Regions from separate parts of the Mus musculus genome. Here all the other regions are linked to region 1. The links are chromatin contacts, called in public promoter capture Hi-C maps. All regions are on one chromosome and are shown on one strand. Each heading gives the region's core, a stretch centred on a gene start, on an enhancer-like site or on the middle of the called end of the contact. The rest is flanking DNA. Distances are from core to core; before and after follow the strand shown. Region 1 holds the start of Senp1 (SUMO1/sentrin specific peptidase 1). Region 2 holds the start of Tuba1c (tubulin, alpha 1C). Region 3 holds the start of 4930578M01Rik (RIKEN cDNA 4930578M01 gene). Region 4 holds the start of Wnt1 (wingless-type MMTV integration site family, member 1). Region 5 holds the start of Arf3 (ADP-ribosylation factor 3).

Region 1 (3,829 bases), core at 539-3,038:
AGTTTCCTAAACCGTAAATAAAATTCATTCTCTACATTACCCCGAATTGGGTATTTTGTCACCGTGACCATCATGCTGTGAACAAACCTTTTGCTCTTCACCGCGCCTTTCCCCACCAATCCCCATTGTTTACTCACAGGCCTCACCAGTGTCAGGAATAGATACAGGTCCCACGGTGCTTGGATCATCATCCATACCGTCTAGTCTCCACTGGTCATCTGCCTTTGACTCCGGTATGGTCATGTTGGAGGTTGAAGCTTCCCCCGCTGGGAAGCGATAACTGTGGGTCACCATCAGGGTGGGGACCAGGGAGGGTGTGCTCCTTTCTCTTCTACTTTCCCTAAGAGGCTTAGCTATTCAGAACTTCTTTTGAATAAACACTTAGCATAAACGCGGTAAAGACGATTAAGAGAATGGATTGTTCTCAGTAACTAGTTTACTACCTCTAAACGATTCTATTCCTTTAGTATTAACAGAGGCAAAGCAGAACATATCACTACCAGTTAGAAAAGAGTGGAAGTTCTCTTTAAGTCCTGACTTACATGTTTGGGGGTGCCCACTGAGTATCAACAAGGACTCCTACTACAAGTCACCCCAGATAGGTTAGAATAATCTATAAATTAAATAGAAATCAACACCCTTCCCATGTTCCATGTTTCTTGTTCTCAGCTCCCAAGTCTTCCTCCTTTGCCTGGGATGAGGATAGCATCTCCCTTATACTTGTACAAAGAAAACACCCCAACACGGTGACAAAATATTTTTCCTACTAGGAATAGAAAACAAGCCCGTCGACCCCTTAAGTTTATAATTCTGCCAGAAGCTCTCATCCTGTATAGCTCTGAGAGAACATATCCCTTGTCACTATAACATAATCAATGGTACCTGTGCTCTGAGTAGTCCTGACTACTTGGCGAGACTCAATCACGCACATGAAAAATCTCAGCTGAAACTCCTCTCTACGCATGGCTACTTCCTAGAAGTAAAGAAAGTTTAATCCAAATAAATAGATCCATAGAATATTTAAAGTGTCAAAGGTCAACATGGTCTAGGTACACTTAATACCACTGGGTTTTAGGACTTGGCCATATAAAAATATCAGCATATAAGGTGATATAATCGTTTATATACATAACAAGTCAGGATCCCCTGAAGAAACAAGTTTATCTCCTTATGCTTAGAGAATAGATGAGGCTGGCAGATTCCAGAGGCTTTTCTTTCTTCAAGAGTGAATTCAGACAGGCAGTCACCTGGGTCTAGAATACTATTCTGAAGCCTCTTTCCAAATAGGGCCTGCGCCAGAGGCGTAATTAAATTAAGAAGCTCGGTAAGTAATTTGAATGAACAAGTTAATTTTTCCTCCATTCTGTCTTTAAAAGTCTGGCATTGATTACATGTTTAAGACCTCTGGTGAATCCCACTAGAGATCACTGTTTAAAATTATTCCAGTTATATAAGGCTAGGTGTGTTGTTAAGAGTCTAAGCTAAGGTGTTCCCAAAGTTTCTTAGTCTCTGCTCTTCCCCCTAGCCCCACTTCCTGTGATCAGTCAAGCGTGTCAAGCGTGACAAGATGCACACTAATTTTCAGAAGCTAGAGGTAAAAATCAATTTAGAACTCAAAATGAGGATTTGTCGGGGAAGGCGCAGGTTTCCAAACATCTAGGGCCCTAGCGAACAGCTGCCATGGAAACCTGTGCGTAAGCCAAAAAAAGGTCACCGAACGGAACCAGATGACAGCGGGTCAAGGAGCCGAGGGACAGAGAAAACCAAAGGACGGCGGGCGCACTAACAGTACTCCAAGTGCGACGAAGAGAAAAAGCCCCAGTCTGACAGGGTGACAGGGAGATGGAGACGCGAGTCAAACGCTCCCTCCACGTCTCGGGCCTCGCCACCTCGCGCAGGCGTCCCGCGAGCCTGTAGCTCGCTCTTTGACCTCTTGTCCCACCCCCTTCCCTCCTCCGCGCCCGCCAAACGGTCTTCCGGTAGAGTAAAGAAGGTTCCGGTTCCCGGAGGTTCCCGGGCTTTGCGGTCCGCGCCCGGCCGGAAACCCCTTTGCCTAGCAGCCGGTTCCGGTTCGGTGAGTGGCGGCGGGAAACTGGGGGAGGGGTGAGGATGGAGGGAGACCGGGCCGGGAGGCTGTGTCAGGCTGGGCCCGCGGGCCTCGGCGGGGCCGAGCGGAAAGGAGGACGGCGGTGGGGACCGTGCCCTGTCTTCCGCCCCGCCCCTTGGGACCACCTCCATTCCCCCCTGCTGCCCGGTCGCGGCTGCCTGGCCCGGGTCTGGTAGTTGGGCTCACTGAGGCCGCCCTTTCAGCCCTCCGGTCTCCCGACCCGCGGAGAGGCCATCTCCCCGCGGTCACAGCACGGCCTCCTTCTACATCCCACTCTACTTTTCCAAAGAGAGAAGGCCGGTTGGGATCGCGGGAGTTTCCCGCCAGAGCAGGGTCCCCGGGAGGAAGAGCTGTTCTCTACGAGGAAGTTGAGCTGTCGCTCCCACCTGCTTCGCCTCTCTTCTTCCTTGAAACCTGAATGCTACTCCTCGCCTACCGAGTCTCACGTAAAACAATTCTCCAACTCTTTTTACCCTGTGATAATTCCCTGGGATGTGATATTGCTAGAGCCACCACCAGAGAGAAACGTCTGGACCCTTCTGCATAGGTTATGAAAACCCCCTTAACTGCCGCCGTCTCCTTACCTGGCTCATCGCCTCTTGGTAATGAATTCCCTTGAACCTTTTCTTCGTATACCCTAACGTGATCTTTCTGGATATATGCTGGCTTCCTCTTGTCTTGAGCTTGGTGATTTCTGTTTTATCAGTACCTCTACAGTTTTTCTGTTATCTTGTTGGCAATAACTTGCTCCTTTATCACTTTTAAGGCACACTTGTTAAAATTACTTACTTCACGTGGCATACTTAATTGTATTTGGAGTGATGGTGATTCTTGCAAAATTTTGTATAGTCCTTTTATGTGCAATCAACCATTTGATGTAGGGTTTTCGATGTAGTAGGACATTCTGGATGAAGTAAAACATGTTTAAGTATTCTTCATAAAGATGATTTGTATTCACGACTCTTGCTGAAATGTGGATTACTGCCCTTGAGGTTACAGTGACACCTGTAATAGTGACCTGAACCTTCCAGTTAGACTACCTGTCCCCCCCCCCACCCCACCCCCTCTTTAAAGAGCTTCATTCCCTGATTTCAGTCAATTATCCAAACGGCAAACGTGGGTAGCCTATCACTCATCTGATGAATTAGGTCTGGAGAGGGAGTGGATGAGTTTACAAACAGGTTCTGCCACTTGTGGCTAAGGTGATGTAATTTTCTTCTTCCACTGTCTTCTCTTTCTCCTACCCGTCATACTAGTTTTGCTGTCTGTGTGACTGGATCTGGCTTCCTCGCCTGGCCTGAAAACTACTAAAGGGCAAAGGCCAGAGCTTTCTTGTGTTTATATCCCAGAACCCCACACTTAGTGTATGTGTGTAAGAAGTTAAGTACTATTTAAAGGTTAGAATAGTAAGGTGCTTAAGGTACTAATTTAACTGGGGGAGAGAGTCCACATAAAAATACTATGGTGCGGACCTGAACAGATGATGGCGAAGTGTAAAGTGTATCACAGGTGACAGATGATGGTGAAGTGTAGACTGTATCACAGGGTATCATTGTGTTATTCGCATGCTTACTTGCACATGTTGGCTCTGGATACAGGTAACTGTACAGGGCTATATTTTTCTAGTAGCTTCATTAGTGCGCTAAAAATTAATTTTTGTAATGATCTCTTCCAAAGTATACAGACTTACACATGATTTACTACTTTGTATTCTATTGCAGG
Region 2 (3,829 bases), core at 624-3,123, 940 kb before region 1:
TGACCAGGTGCAGGCTAGGTAAATGGTCTCTCAAATAGTTAAAACTTATTTAGCAGGGAGGTTCCTTTTACCGAAATTATTCACTCTGTAGCCCGCTCTAGCCTGGGACTCACTAGGGACTAAGGAGCCCCAAACTCATGATGAGCAATCCCCCTCCCTGTCTCAGCCTCCAAAGTCTAGAGAACTAGCCACTCTCCTCCAAGCCGGGCTGAGTTCCTGGTAACTTTGTTTGCTTTTGAGACCGGGTCTCATTGTGCTGGCTGACCAGAACTCAGAAGATACTCCTGCCGCTGCCTCCAGAGCCCAGGGTTTGATAGCCTCACCCATTTTTTTCTTGAAAACTGAACTAATACATTGTTAACCAGGTGAATAACCCTAGCTCTTGGGTAGTGGAGACAGAAGGATCTTGGTTTTAGTTGAAGGTCATGTTTGGCCACATAATGATTTCAAGACTGGCATGAGCATAAGACACTCAAAAACCAAAGTGCAAGCCAAGTGGTTTGCCTTTCATCTCAGCTCAGGTAGCAGAGGCAGGCAGAGCTCTGAGTTCCAGACCATCCTGGTCTACAGGGTGAGTTCTATTACAGCCAGAGCTACAAAGAAACCCTTTATCGAAGGAAGGAAGGAAGGAAGGAAGGAAGGAAGGAAGGAAGGAAGGAAGGAGAGAGAGAGAGGGGGGGGAGAGGGGAAGGGAGAGAAAAAAACCCGCTGTTGGTAGTTTACTCTAGCTTTAAATTGAAAAAAAAATTTTTTACGGACATTTTTTCTTAACTGGGCTAAATATAAATATGCCGTTGAAGTAACACTAAAAACTAGGCTGGCTTAGGGGATCTGACGCCAATTATTCCCTCCTACGGAGGAGCTCGCCTTCTCAGGTGCACAGCTGCAGCTGGAAGGGCCGGGGACTGGCCACAGGTGACTCAGCAGCGAGTCACAGGGCGTGGAGACGGTGCCCGGAAGTATTTGCTCAGTCCTGTCCAGAGCGCACGAGGTCCTCTGGGCTATCCCAGCTGGGAGAGCGACATCATTTGAGGAAAATGGAGACCTTTGAGTTTCTCCAAACTCTCGTGATCATTGTGAAAGTTCCCTGCCTTTCCGGGAGCGACCGGCGGCCGAGACGGGATGCTCTCCCAGGAGGATCGAGACAGAGGATCGGGACGAGCCCTCCAGCCCAAAGCGACACTAGTTTAGTGGACTAGGCTCTCACACCCCAAACGCCAGAAGCCAGTCTAACTGGAGGCGGCCGTCGTGGGGCTATTGCAGGTATCGTCTCCCGGGCAGCCCTCAGCTCCCGCGGTCCCTTCAGACGACCTCGCCGCTACCCCAAAGCCATACTCACCATATTTAGTCCTTGAAGTGGTCCGCGAAAACTGAGGAAGTGAAAAAGGGTGACGAAGATCTCCCACTAACAGACTACCAAGGAGTCCGGGGGAGAAGCTGTGTAAGGTCCGCCTCCAGGACAGGGCTTATATACCCTGGCCGGGCCACGCGTCGGGAGGGCGGACACCGGACCCCGCCCCGGGCCGCAGCGAAGCCGATGATTGGCGGGTTCGAAAGTTCAAATCAAACTCCGTAGAAGGAGCTGGAAGTGGGAAGGGGAGGAGACACCCAGGGTCCACGCCAGGGCCAGGTGGGGCGGGGAAGAAGGTGGGGAAGGCGATTGGAAGTTGGAGGACAGCGAGATCTTTGTGGAGCTCTGGCCGGAAGAAAGTCCCAGGTAGAGAGGGGGGCGGCCTGGCTCAGCCACCGGGGACTCACAGCTGATCGCCGCCGCACTTGTGGCTCGGTCGCCCCACCCAGGCCTTGGAGCCCGGAAGAGTGAGCCAGAGAGGTGACCCGGGGCTGCCGGCAGGGTGGTGACTGCGACAGCTTCAGGGGGCCAAGATGGAAACGCCCAGTCAACTTGACGGCACAGTGGGAGGGGTGGAGCTGAAGTTAGCTCAAGCCAAAGCCGGTTACAACATCACCAGGGTTGCAGCCCCTGAAGGCAATCTTTCCTAACCTAGGTCTCAGTTGCCTCCAATGGGTCCTAAGCACCTTACTCTTTACTCCCGCCTTCTAGAAGGCTAGCCCTCTCCTCCTTCCTCCCTTCTCCCCACCCTTCCCCCAAGTCCTGAGGATATTTGCCAGAGCATCCCGAGCGCCCTTTTATTTTCGAAGGCAGAGTCTGCCTCAGCTCCTCTTTAAGCAAACATTCCGAGTCTTAAGAGCCTTAAGAGGCACAAAATTATTCGGCCCATTATGAGAGGAACTCGTAACTCCCCCCCGCCCCCCAAGATGGGTCCCCGCTGCAGTGCTCAAGCTAAACCCAGGCGATCCACACTAATTCCTTTCTCTGCGTCTGTGGGATGCAGAGTTCACTCTGTAGTACCACATTCTCTCTGGCCCAAGAGCCCGGGGGCTCCTCTCCTCATTTTACAGTCAAGAGGAGAGGAGAGTTCGGGAAACAAAGCAGGCAAGTGTCTCCACCGCGGGAGACGTTGGACTTCCCTGCCCCACTGCCCTGCACTAGACAGACTTGTCTGAACAACTCCGCAAAGCAGATTTCTCAGAAGTGCCATTCAGTCCTGCTGAGGAGATAGACAGATCCCTGGGAAAGTTTAAGGAACTGGAGTGGTGTGCTTGCTTGTCCTCTTCATACTAAGGAGAGAGAGACAGGAAGAGCCTGGAGCTCACAGGCCAGCTGCTCTTGCAGTATCAGAGTTCAGTGAGGAACCTTGTCTCAAAAAAAAAAAAAAAAAAAAAAAAAAAAAAGGTGGAGAGTCATAGAGGAAGACGGAACATATTGACCTCTGGCCTATGCACGTACACAGAATCTCTCTCTCTCTCTCTCTCTCTCTCTCTCTCTCTCACACACACACACACACACACACACACACACACACACACAAATTAAAAAGCCGCCCTTATTTGAATGTGATGATGCATACCTGTATTTCAGCAGGCAGGGGACAAGACTGGCAAATTTGATCCAGGCTACTTTGTTTCAAATAGAAAAGACTAGAATGCCAGGGATGGCTGTGAAAAGTGGTACAATACAGGCAGACAAGATGGCTCAGTGGTAAGGTCATTTGCCACCAAGCCCGAGGAACTTGGGAGTTTGACTCCCAGGACCTATCCAGTGTAAGGAGAGAACCAACTGTAACTGATTAAATTATCTAATCTTTATACCAATAAAGTACCAGAGGCTTAAACTATGGTAAAGACCTGCTAGCTCAGCAAGGCAACTTTCTTTTCTTTTCTTTTTTTTCTTAACTACATACAAAATATCTATTTACAAGCCTGATTCCACAACTAAACTGCTAGCTCTTTAGAAATTTCTTTCTGGGGCTGGAGAGATGGCTCAGTGGTTAAGAGCACTGACTGATCTTCCTAGAGGTCCTGAGTTCAAATCCCTGCAGCCACATGGTGTCTCTCAACTACCTGTAATGAGATCTAATGCCCTCTTCTGGTGCTGCCTGAAGACCGCTACAGTGTACTTAGATATAATAATAAATAAACCTCTTTTAGCTACAGTGTACTTAGATAAATAAATCTCTTTTTAAAAAAATAAATTTCTTTCTGAGTCAATCTACAGAGCTAGTCTACTTTTCTCTTGAGCTCCTCCAAACCGGAGAGGGCTTCTTAGCTCTCTTTCCTAGAATATTGTTTTACCTGTGTCCTGCCAGCTGTGTCTCTGTTTTCCTGTAAGTCAAAGAGAAAAATCCCTAGCCCTTACTTGGAGCTCCTTCCATAAAGAAGACTCTTCCAAGCAGAGAGAGAGAGAAGGGGAGATGGGAGAAAGAGAGTACTGGAGAGGGAAGAGGGAAGGGGAAAGGGGAAATGGGAA
Region 3 (3,829 bases), core at 836-3,335, 890 kb before region 1:
ATTTCTTCAGTGTCAGGAGGCAAAGGCCAGGAATCAAGAATGCCAGGGCTACGCCAAGAAACGCTCTTGCAGGCTGAGGTTGGAGAGAAGGAGAAGGGAAGGAGGAGGAGAAATCTCGTCACCGTGAAAAGGGGCTTTCTTAGCAACACTCCCTTTTCACGCTACTTACTAGTTGGTTTTCTTAGAAAAGTAATCTGACTTGGGCATGGTGAGACATACCTGTCCCTAGCACTCTGGTGGCCAAAGGAGGAGGCTGTCATGTTCCAGGGCACCCTGGCTACAAGGTAAAAACCCTGTCAACAAAACAAGAAGAAAAAAATGTGTGTGTGCCTCCCCGAATTCAATCCCTAATGCCTCAAGTCCATAAATAACACACAAAACCAAAAGGATATTTTAACGTTGTCCCTTTAAAAGAAAAGCATTCCAAACTGCTCTTCTCTGAGCTAAGCCTGGAATTAAGGCGAAGGGGCTTGGCTCAGGCCTCGAGCCTTGTCACATTCCACAAACACTTGGCCCATCTGCTGTCTGACTGATTTTCAGACCAGAAGTCACATGTGGCTTCAGCTCTTGACAGCTGAAGTTGTCTTCTTGTGGAATTGGAATTTCAGTTTGGGACTGGTTGGGATGAGTTCACACACACACACCCTAAAATCAGGTTCTGTGGGTTAGAGAAAGCTCTCTGAGCCAGGAGGGATAGGCGGACATTTTAGAAACAACACAGGCTTATTTGTTGGAAACTGCCCCCAAATCAGGCTTGTTTCATGTCTAGTACTGCTCATTGCTCGTGTGTGTTTTGGTTCCTACTAAATTTCATCTGCCCGCTAAGTATCCGCTTGTATTGTGTTTAGAACAATGGAATATTTGTGTGCTTCTGTGAGAGCTACACAGCAGGAGACTGGCTGCCCGCAGCTGCCCCAGCCCTCAGACAGCCCTGAGACCAGCCTGGTTAGCCCTCCTGGAGACCCTTCAAAGGCTCCCTTTCACATTCGAGGCTCAGCTAGAACAAATAAGCAGATGTCACCGGCTTATCTTTACGTTTGTAAGTTTAAAAAAAAAAGTTGATAAAATTTTTCATAATATTTGAAAAAAATATTAATATTCACAAATTGTGAATATTCATAATTCTGCCTTGTGTTGGTTGATGGCAGCTACCCCTACAGTGGGCATTAGCAAAGCTTTTAATCTCGGGGTTCGAAGTTCCCAAAATATGTTACCTCATATTTTAAAGAACCTCGATTTAAAAATCATAAGCGCTTTTGGGGACAAGATCTGTTTTGCACTTCATATTTTCCACACATACGTCGAGGCTTTAGACATGCAGCAGATATCCATGGAGTTCATGAGTATTAGCTAGATGCTCTGGCACACGATGGTAATCCCAGCACTCAGGAGGCAGAAGCAGGAGGTTCAGGAGTTCAAAGACAGCTCCCACCCCCACCCCCACCCCCATCCTTGAAGGTCTCAAAAGAAATAAAGCAACTAAGAAAAGCATTAAAGAGACAGCGAATGTGAGCTCATGCCAAGTTTAGGCCACACCATCGGCACAGTACAATAACGCAACATCATTTACTCCAAAAATACCCTAAGTGCTTTCCAGTCATAGATTATCTCATTTAGAAACTCAGGCTGCGGGGCTGGAGAGATGGCTCAGCGGTTGAGAGCACTGACTGCTCTTCCAGAGGACCTGATTTCAAATCCCAGCAACCACATGGTGGCTCACAACCATCTGTAAAGGGACCTGGTGTTTCTGAAGACAGCTACAGTGTACTCATATAAATAAAATATATAAATTAAAAAAAGAAAGAAAGAAACTCAGGCCGCGTCACAGGTGCGGCTGTGAGGGTTAAAGGGGGCTGCACTTGGAAAAGACCAGATGTCACTATCACCCTTTTTTTTTTTTTTTTTGGTTTTTCTGTATAGCCCTGGCTATCACCCTATTTTATATGTGACAAAGCTCACTCACACAAGAAACACCGCTAATCAACAGTCTTCCCGGCTGGCATTCTCCAGTTTTGTTACTGTTGTTTCTGTTTTGTTTTGGACAGAGTCTCCCGGTGTGGGACAGACTGGCTTCTTCAGTCTCCCAAGGGTTTGGGTCACAGCTGTGCATCCCCGTGTCCATCCTCCGGGACTTTCCAGGCTACCAACCACACCCATAGCTCCATTCCTTAACCACCCTCCCTCGAGCCACAGTGACGTGCTTCCTCTGAAAGACCATCCCAGAAGTGAAAGCGCTCAGTACACCAGGTTTGCGATTCGTTCCCTGGGCTACCTCACTTCGTGTTTACAACATCGCCTTTGTGAGTCGGCCACTAATACCTCAGGTGTAAGGAATAAAGGACTGGAGAGTGGGGGTTAACCACCCGGAGGCAGGGGGCTAACGATAAACGGTGAGAACACAGCGCGCCTGCGCTGGGTCTCTGCGCTTACCGTGCTGCTATGGGCCGCCTGCTTCTCTAGTTCCTCTGTGTTGTTAGTAACACTCCAGTCAGCCATAACGCGTGTGCCTGTTTCAACCCGCCCCGTGAATACAAACCCAGTTAGATGTTGGCTTGTGCCATGAAGTCATTTCAAGAGCTGAGTGAAAACAAGGGAAAGGTTCTGATGCTAGCCGCATCAGCTGGGAGGAAGAGGCAGAAACGTTTAAAAGGAGCTCCACAGGGCACAGAGAGGAAAAGGACAGACAAGTCAAACAGAAAATACAGCATGGCGCGGTTCCTGTTTCTAAAAGTCACACAAAACAAATGACACACTTATACACATACATCCGTGAAGACCGAAGGAGAAATGTTGGTAACATTGGCTCTCTGGACCGGGGCCTGGCTTAAAGTGACAGAGTAGTGACATTTTATAAGATAGTTTATTAACATAATGGGTATGTAAGAGAAAGAAGAACTGGGCGGGGGCAGAGACGTTGTCAGAAAATAAAAGATCAGAATAAATAAATCTAATAAACATTTAAAAAAAAGAAAAAGAAAATAAAAGATTACCCCCTTGCTGTAAAGGTTGTGGCAGGAACACACTAGGCTAAAGCCACTGGTCTGTGTCCATAGAGACAGACAGATGTCGGCTTAACCTCTCATCGTGAATTCGATGGTTTTCAATATTTAATATTTCTTACTTCTACCAAAAAGGTTCTCACATTGTGGCTCTCGGAACTGGACCAGCCTGGGCGGGGGAGGGGAGGTATCGGCTGTGTTTCTTTGTGTTGTTGGACTAATTTCCTTATCTACCAAGAGGAGAGGCTAGAAAGAGACAGGCTCCAGAGAGTGGTGTGAGGATTAAATGAGAGAATAAATGGACAATAACTCAGGCCACAGGGACATGTGGGCCCCAGCCCTCCCACTTCACCTGATCTCTAACTTTATCTTTAAGATAATTAAATGTCCCTCTCTGAGAACTTTTGTTGTTCATTACTAATGGCCTACATCAACGCCAAATTAAACGAATAAAGCCTTGGAAATTTGGTATAATAGCTTGACAGACAGGCTTCATGGATTTGAAGCTTTACATTGTGCAAATGTATCTTTCTAAGCATTAATAGTATGGTTCATCTATTAATTTTAAGAAATATATTTTACCGGATTTAAAAAATAATACATCTCTCTTCCCTGAGACATTCAATTTTTTTTTTTTTTTTGAGAAGTCAAATTTTTGATGTGAGAGACCAATCACCCAGATCAGAGAGGCCATTTAAAGTACAAATCAGCCGGGCGTGGTGGCACACGCCAGGGGCAGGCAGATTTCTGAGTTCGAGGCCAGCCTGATCTATAGAGTGAGTTCCAGGACAGCCAGGGCTACACAGAGAAACCCTGTCTCAAAAACCTCA
Region 4 (3,829 bases), core at 421-2,920, 700 kb before region 1:
AGCAGCTCCAAGGGGAGATTCCCAAGTAGAACAAATCTGCATAGCCAAGATCGCTACTAGTATTGGCAGTGCAAACTTTGCTGGGTGCGAAGCACAACCCTAGCTAGCCCTCAGAGATCAGCTTCCCAGGTACCTTTGAGGAAGGCTAGGGAAAAACAGCTGTCGCCCAGCGCCCACGATCCGGAATTCCCTTTCTGTGGGCCAGTGGCTCAGCAACGTTAAAGATCATGCTCACAACGCAAGGCTAGAAAGAATCTGGTGCTGACCTACGGTAACTGCCGGCACCAGGCGATTCTCAGTTTGATCACATATAACCCTGGGATGTCTTCCCTGCCTTCGCCCGCCTATGCCCTGGAGATGACCCTGCTTTTCCCTTAATCCCGGAAGCGTCGCTTTCCTGGGCACCCACCTCGGTTGACGATCTTGCCGAAGAGGTGGGGCCCCGGAGCAGTGGGGCAGTTCCAGCGGCGGTTTCGGAATTGCCATTTGCACTCTCGCACAGCGCTCTGGAGCCCTCCACTCACGCTGTGCAGGATCCCCGGGTTCTGTCGGATCAGTCGCCGCTGCTTGCGGCTCAGCAGCTGCAGACTGGGCTCGAGCACCAGCTGCAGACTCTTGGAATCCGTCAACAGGTTCGTGGAGGAGGCTATGTTCACGATGCCCCTGGCGGGATGCATAAGGGTTCAGTCCAGGGGAGGGGACCTGCATCCTAACCATACAGGCTGTACCACCCTATCCTTGCCTGGCCCTGAGCTCCAGAGTCTAGTGAGTGGACAGAAAAGGCATGGCTACCTTAGCTCTTCCTTTCTTCAAGTCAGCCCCCGAGGAGAAACCCCACCTGCAGCCTTGCCCACCTTGAAAAACTTAGGAATTCCACTCCCTCACCTCAAAGCTAATATCTGGTTTTTTTTTTTTTTTTTTTTTTTTTTTTGGTTCAAGACCTAAGGGACACCTGAGCACCCACCACAGCGAGGTTGGGACCTGTTGCTCAGCAGAAACGGGGTCGTATTAAATGGGAATGGTCTCTGAGCCTGGTGTATCTGGGCTTCTGCATGCCAATGATGTGCCCCCACTTCAGCAGAGCTAGTTCTAGGTGTGAGCACCCTGGATGTGAAGTCACAATGCACGAGGGGGGTCTGTAGGTTGGTGATCCCCACAGCGTGGGAGCTGGGTAAGGCCCGTGCCTGGCTCTTTGCCCCAGGACAAGTGGCGGACCCCGTACTAGCTCACTTACCACCATCGGCCACTACTGTTGGCAGCCAGGGCTGCGGGCAGAGCGGTCAGTGCCAGTAGCAACGTAGTAGAAACCCAGCTGGGCAGCAGCGCCCAGAGCCCCATGGCCTGCCTGGCCTTGCTGGTTCTGTGCTGCGGTTCTGACGACTGTGGTTGCTGTCCGCGACGGTGGGACTGGACACAGCGGTGAGGGCAGTGATGCGAGTTCCCAGGCTGGCTCTAATAAGTCTGGAGGCGGGCCGCAGGCAGCATGGTTCGCTGTCCTGGCTGCTGGGCTGAAGCAGCCACTGCGGGAGGCACCGCCTCTTATAGGCCTCTTATAGTTGCGGCGCTGACTGCAGTGAGAAGAGGCTGCCCCTCCGGGCCCGGGCGGCACTAAAAGCACCAGGGCGCACTGGTCAGGGCCACAGACAATGAGTGGCGAGCGAAGCTGTGGCTCTTGCCGGTCTGAGCAAAGAGCTGACAGGCTAACCGTCGGGGCTCACCCCCGCCCCCTGCCTGGTGGCCCCCGCCTCCAGGTCTGCACTGGCCGCCGACCCCTCCCCTTGGGATGGCCTCCCACGCGCGCCGGCCTCACTCTTCTGCGCGTCCGGAGCCCGTCGGGGACCAGCATCCGCCAGGGGGCGCGGAGACAATGCGCTGGGGACAACCTGTTTGCAGCCTGGATTGCCTCCCCCACACGCGCCGGTGGGGCTGTCCTCTCGAAGTCCGTCTCCTCTGTCCCCCCTACGCTGTGGTCTCTTCTCTTCCCTATTCTGAATGGCAGGATGAAAGTTGTGGTTCTAGCCAGCGACTCCGTGGAGACACTTCCTCACCCAGGAACCCCGACGGCTGGACAGAGAAGGAAAAGAAGGAGACAGAGCATGGGTGGAGCTGTGGTCAGGGATTCCCGGGCGTGGGGTGTAGGGGTAGGCTGAGCAAACCGAGCTGGTGGCAGTGAGAAACTCAGAAGCGCCCAGCAGTTTGCCTCTGTGGGCTAGGGGGAGTGTAAGCGTCGGTGTGTCACCCGTGAGATTAAGTCAAAGTGTACATGTGTTCTGAGGGTGCACGCTCCTGTGTATTGGTGTATCCAGAAACTTCTAACGAAGAACATTTTGAGCCCTTTCCAAATAATTGTGTAATTTGGCTCAGGACAGGGAGAGCATGAAGTCATTTTGTTACAGTCACCACTTAACGCAGTGTATCAGGAAGGAGGTGGGGCTGTGACAGGAGACGTCCAGAAGGCTGCAATTGTGTTTGCAGGTGGGTGCATGAGTGTGTGTGTGTGTGTGTGTGTGTGTGTGTGTGTGTGTTTGTGATTAACGACGTGCACTCATAGGTGTCATTCTGTCGCTCTGGGTACCTAGTGTCACCCTATGGCACCTTGAGTCAACCTGTGCTTATCATTAGATGTGCTAGTCATGAAGATGAACCGGGCTTGTTTCTCTGGCAACTAGGCTCAGAAAGGATAGGACCACCAGCCGAGTAGCTGTCAGATGGAGCTGAAGACCTGAGGGAAAGAATGCTTGTGGGAAGAAGCTGGCTCCTTTTGGTTTTGTTGTTGCTGGTTTTGTGACCGGATCTTGCTGTGTGACCCTACCTAACATAAAGGTTTAATATGTAGAACCCATGATGGTCCAGTGACTGCTGGGATTACAGGCCTATTCCGCCACCGTACCTGCCCAACTCAAGATGAACATAATTGGGGGGAATGAGAGATGGCTCAGTGGCTAAAAGCACTGACTGCTCTGCCAGAGGCCCCGGACTCTGTTCTCAGCACCCAAGTGGTGGCTTATAGCCACCTGTAACTCCAGTTCCAGGGAATCAGGTGATGTCTGAGCCCCACTGACACCAAGCACACACAGGTGCACGTATACATACATACATACATACATACATACATACATACATACATACATAAAATAAATCTCCTGAAACAGTTTTTTAAAGAAAGATTAGCAAATTTGTGCCTCCATGTGTTTCCTGATTTTAGTTGGATTTTTTTTCTCCCAGGTTTCTGCAGTGTCCCCACCCCCCACCCCCATTTTCTCCCACTCTTACCCAAGAGCCTTAACTCTTCCATTGTGGATTCTACTTTCCTCCTGATTCCAGTGATCTTCAGGGTCATGGCAGCCTTGGAGTATCAGGCTGCTGTTCCCAATGTGGGATGCAGAGGGCACTGCCAGCCTGGTTATCACGCACCACTGTCACACAGGGAAGCGCCCCCTTCCCAGGATCTTAATATTTCTCCTCTCTTCTATTTCACAGAGGAGATGCTTGGTAAGGCAGTGTCTTCAGGTCCCAGGTCCCTGCTAATAAATGAATCCATGTTAAAGCCACATTCCCAGGAACTGGGATACCGTGTTTGCCTCGCTTGCATGAAGCCCTAGTTTGGATCACCAGCACTGCAAAAGCCAGGAATTGGTGGCGCATGACTGTAACCCCAGCACTTGGGAGGCAGGAAGATCAGAAGTTCAAGGCTATTCCTCACCTCCCAGCATTCTGTAGACACTCTCAAAAACCCAAAGCAAGGCCTGTGGTGGTGCAAGCCTTCAACCCTAACACTTGGAAGGCAGAGGCAGATGGATCTCTGTGAGTTCGAGGCTAGCCTGGTCTA
Region 5 (3,829 bases), core at 402-2,901, 670 kb before region 1:
TACCTTTAATCTAAGCACTCAGGAGGCAGAGGCAGGCAGATCGTATTTGAGTTCAATGCCAACTTGGTCTATAAAGTGAATTCCAGGCCAGGTGGGGCTACATAGTGAGCCCCTGTCTCAAACACAACAATAACAAATATATATATTTTAAAGCTGAATGCCTGTGGTGTAATGAAAGCATTCCTAAAGTAAGATGGGGGATGATGCCAGGAGAATCACACAGAGCTAGCCTAGAGTGTGCACTGCAGCAGCAGAAACCAGAGATCCTGGCCCAACGAGGGAAAAAAGTCAAGAACAGCGACTCCCAAAAGGTGTCCTCTCTAACCTCCACATCTTGCTAGAGCACAAGTGCACCCGCAATCTCTCATACAAGCACACACACACAGAGTTAATAAATGGAGGGAAAAACGAGCAAAAACCAGAGCTTAACAAAGGCTCTCAACAGCATTGAGTCCTGAGTGGGGACAAATATAATTCTCTTCGTTATAAGCAAGTTCCTTGCTGTCCATCTCTTCGTTAACCATCTCTGGCTGTTCTGGAGCCTGCTCTGTAAATCAGACTGACCTTTAACTCACAGACATCCACCTGCCTCTGCACCCTAGTCTCCAGTGCTGGGATTAAAAGCTTGTGCCACCACCGCCCCCAGCCAGTCCTGTAATTTTTGAGGTAAACAAGAGAAGACAAACTGGTATAAAGGTATAAACCAGAGACAGATGTGACAAGAGATAGATTCTGTTCCCAGCCTATGTTTTGGAGGGAGAGAAGAGTTATAACGCTGCACCAAGCTCTTATACTTGATGCATTTAAAGAACGCAGTGGGGGCTGGTGAGATGGCTCAGTGGGTAAGAGCACCCGTTTCTGGCGAGGACCCTTCTAGCTCAGATTCTAACATAGCTTGTGGCTAGAGTCTCAGGCAGTGTCTCCATCATGTCAAAAGATGAGTGTCAGGGAAGGAAGGCGGGGTCCTGGGTGCGCTTTCCTGGGGATACTAAAATCCAGACTCATCTAGAGAGACTTCATGAGAGCCGCCTCTGAGTTTCTGCCCTCTGCCTTTCAGCCTCAACCTCCTAGACGACCCCATCCAGATGTTTCCTCTAGTATCTGGAATGCATCGTTCTTTCTCCTCTTCCTTTATGGGAAAGGATCTCAGAGAAAGCATCCTTAGGAACTAGGGAGCAGAGCGGATTAGCAGGTGGGGTGCGAGTGATGCGCTGTTTATTTGGAATAAGACTGGACTAGAGCAGGATACAGCAACCGTTTTCATCCTCCATGCTCCACATGGGCTCTGCTTAAGAAACCCCGGAGACTCCCTGGTCCGAGCCCTGTGGCCAGCGCAGCCAGGATGTGGCAAGGTCCCGGAGCTCGCTCTGCTCGGGAGCCTCACCTCAGTGCCCACAGCCCCCTCTACACGCCGTGCCTTCCGATCCTCCAGCCCCCACACAGGCCCCCGCCTAGGCTCAGCTTCAGCACCGGCTGCTTTTGCTGCAGCCGCTGCCATGGTGATGGGTCTCGCGAGAACTGCCGCTCGCTACCGCGCACTTCTCGCGCGATCGTGGAGGTGGGAAGTAGCCCGGGCTGGGGGTGGGTGTTCGCCGCACAGCTCCTGTCGCCGTCGCGGCTTCCGGTGCTAGGTGGAGGGCGGGCAGGAGGGAGCCGGGGAGCGGGCCAGCGGACCATCTTCACCGCGGTCGGGTCGGCTTGCGGAGCGGGAGGCAGCGGCCGGAGAGCCGGGCGGAACCTGCGGGGGCGGAGGCGGCGGTGGCAGCCGCGGCGCAGGGAGCAGGAACAGGTTCGGAGCTGGGGAGGGAAGGCGGGTCCGGGCAGGGAAGAGGCTGGGTCCGGGTGGGAGCCCGAGGCCCCCGGCCGCGGTCCGGCTCGCACCGTCTGGGCGAGGTGCTGGTGTGGGGGGTGATCCTCGCTGAGCTTGGGGACCCCAGCCCCACTCCTGTCCCCGCAGCCGAAGGACGCCGAGCTGGGGTGGGGGCGGGGGGCGCACACGGATTTGTCCTCCGCCTCCCCCGAGGGTGCGACCTGGGCTGCAGAGGTGAGCTTGGGAGGGTTGGGGACGAGGGGGAGGCAGGCTGACCTGTGGGAGGGGGACGCGGGGGCGGTGTGGCTGTTTGGCTCTCTTTTCCTTGGGTTTAAAGGGCTGCGAGGAACGCTGCCTTTTCTCTCTCCCTCCCCCGCCCGAGCTGTGGGGGAACCAAAGAAAAGCCGTGCCGTGCCGTGGTTATTCTCCTCCCTCACCCAGCGCGAGGCGTGGGGGGCCGGGGCTTAGTATCAGGGCCTACTGGTGGGGCTCGGCTGGCTGCGCACGGTCCTCACGGAGGTGGCGCTCTGCTCTGGGGTGTTGGGAAGAGGGCAGCAGGTGGGGAGAGGGTGGAGAGGAGGCTGGAGACGGGGGAGGGGGACCTGAGCTAGCTCGGAGGAGAGAGGTGGGGCCTTCCTCCCCCAGGCGGAGCGGGGGCGGTGTCACCGAAGGAGGGAGCAGCTTGTCACTGGCCCTGAGTTTGTGTCTTCCAATCCGCTTTCTTTCTCTAGGAAGTACCAGGATTCCCGGAACAGAAAATGAAGCCTTTGCTTAGCATGCCAGTCCTTTTTGAAGGAAGGAGGGGGAGGTGGGGAGGTGAAGTTCCCTGTTAAAACCTCAGGGTCCTTTAGTTAAGTCGTAACTCTTTGGAGAGACTTGTTTTTTTTTTTGGGGGGGGGGGAGAGGGTCTCTGGGCCAGGAAGAATGTAGTGGAGGGTTATGTATGTGGTCAGGACTAAGAAGAAAATAGTGAGGTCATTAGGGAGACGGGTAATGTAAAACCCGTCTCTGCCACTGTTGCATTGGGTCACCCTTGGGTCCATGGCATGAAAGTTTTATTGGGAGGAGATCTGCTGCAGGAGTCTGATTGCTTGAGTCATTGCAACAGGATAGAATCTAGTCTCTGCATACCTCCATCTGTGACCCCAGGCAGGGGGATAGGGAACTGTCTTTGCTGCCATTTTGTCTTAGACCTGTTTGGGGATAGTATCCCCACTGTGTGCTGCAGTGGCCATTGGGTTGGCCTTTGGCATGTTGGACCTGCGCTTGAGTACATTGTTAAAGGCCGTTTTAAGAAAGGCCCATCCACTTACATTCAGCTTTTCACACAAGGAGTCACTGACCTTGGAGGCAGCTGGAAAGGGCTCCCAGGTGTCACACAGTCACTCCTGCACAGTTTTCCTTCTTTCTCTCCTTCCTTTCCCCCTCCCTTACTCCTTTGTTTGTTTGAGATGCAGTGCCCTTGCTCGCCTCAACCTACCAGCTGCCTGCCGCTGTCTCTGGAGTGCTGAGGTTGACCTGGGAACCGAGGCAGACCCTTACTTCCTTTTTTGAGACAGGCTGGATTTGAATCTTGCTTTTGTAAGAACACGGGATAGCAATGCATAGAACTGCGCAAGGTTTCTAGCTACTGCTTAAGGAAGAGGTAGTGCAGCGAGGGGAAGGAGTTCTCTACTGATGAGAAGGAGAAACTTCTTTAAAGCCAGGGTTGTTAAAGTTGAGGCTGTGGCTGACAGAAACTGGGATCTGCTTCCTCACATAGCTTTGGAAGTAGATACCAAGAGGCCTGTGAGTCAGAGCACACCAGTGCTTTGGCTAACGGTGTGCTTAGAGGCGGGATGCCGCAGTGATTGAAGCTGGGTTGTAGAGACAGACAAGATGGGGCCAGGCTCACCTCCTGCCTGTGCTGTCCCGAGCTGTCCCATGCTGTCCTGTTGTATACATTTGATAACTTACTTGTTCGCACTTAGGTTTCATTTTTCCTTTTGCATAAGGAGAGTCATGGTAGCAGCTACCTAG

What was found. Promoter capture Hi-C pulls out the DNA fragments that hold promoters and counts their contacts.
Region 2: a promoter capture Hi-C map of erythroid cells shows a contact between it and region 1, with 5 times the contacts expected there. The contact joins the promoter of Tuba1c here to the promoter of Senp1 in region 1. A contact is called at or near these places in 1 of 39 promoter capture datasets (erythroid cells) and 1 of 115 datasets of contacts at active chromatin or transcription factors (memory CD8 T cells).
Region 3: a contact with region 1 is called in a promoter capture Hi-C map of liver, with 5 times the contacts expected there. The contact joins the promoter of 4930578M01Rik here to the promoter of Senp1 in region 1. A contact is called at or near these places in 2 of 39 promoter capture datasets (liver and pre-B cells).
Region 4: a promoter capture Hi-C map of hippocampal neurons shows a contact between it and region 1, with 2.9 times the contacts expected there. The contact joins the promoter of Wnt1 here to the promoter of Senp1 in region 1. A contact is called at or near these places in 2 of 39 promoter capture datasets (hippocampal neurons and pre-B cells) and 1 of 9 other capture datasets (liver).
Region 5: a contact with region 1 is called in a promoter capture Hi-C map of pre-B cells, with 3 times the contacts expected there. The contact joins the promoter of Arf3 here to the promoter of Senp1 in region 1. A contact is called at or near these places in 2 of 39 promoter capture datasets (cranial neural crest and pre-B cells), 2 of 115 datasets of contacts at active chromatin or transcription factors (embryonic stem cells and pancreatic cancer cells) and 1 of 9 other capture datasets (adipose tissue).

The regions. Positions count from the first base shown.
Region 1 is chr15:98,091,528-98,095,356 of GRCm38.p6, reverse strand. Senp1 (SUMO1/sentrin specific peptidase 1) reads left to right here and starts at 1,788. Exons shown (of 18, transcript NM_144851.5): 1 at 1,788-2,074. It also overlaps a transcript of Pfkm not described here.
Region 2 is chr15:99,027,935-99,031,763 of GRCm38.p6, reverse strand. It overlaps Tuba1c (tubulin, alpha 1C), which reads right to left and starts at 1,873. Exons shown (of 4, transcript NM_009448.4): 1 at 1,340-1,873. The coding sequence starts at 1,342.
Region 3 is chr15:98,984,221-98,988,049 of GRCm38.p6, reverse strand. 4930578M01Rik (RIKEN cDNA 4930578M01 gene) reads right to left here and starts at 2,085. Exons shown (of 4, transcript NR_045991.1): 1 at 1,964-2,085; 2 at 220-293; 3 at 1-73.
Region 4 is chr15:98,787,698-98,791,526 of GRCm38.p6, reverse strand. It overlaps Wnt1 (wingless-type MMTV integration site family, member 1), which reads right to left and starts at 1,670. Exons shown (of 4, transcript NM_021279.4): 1 at 1,235-1,670; 2 at 410-663. The coding sequence starts at 1,338.
Region 5 is chr15:98,760,940-98,764,768 of GRCm38.p6, reverse strand. It overlaps Arf3 (ADP-ribosylation factor 3), which reads left to right and starts at 1,651. Exons shown (of 5, transcript NM_007478.3): 1 at 1,651-1,789. It overlaps LOC115488470, which reads left to right and starts at 2,723. Exons shown (of 1, transcript XM_030248862.1): 1 at 2,723-3,829. The coding sequence starts at 2,857. The coding sequence ends at 3,321.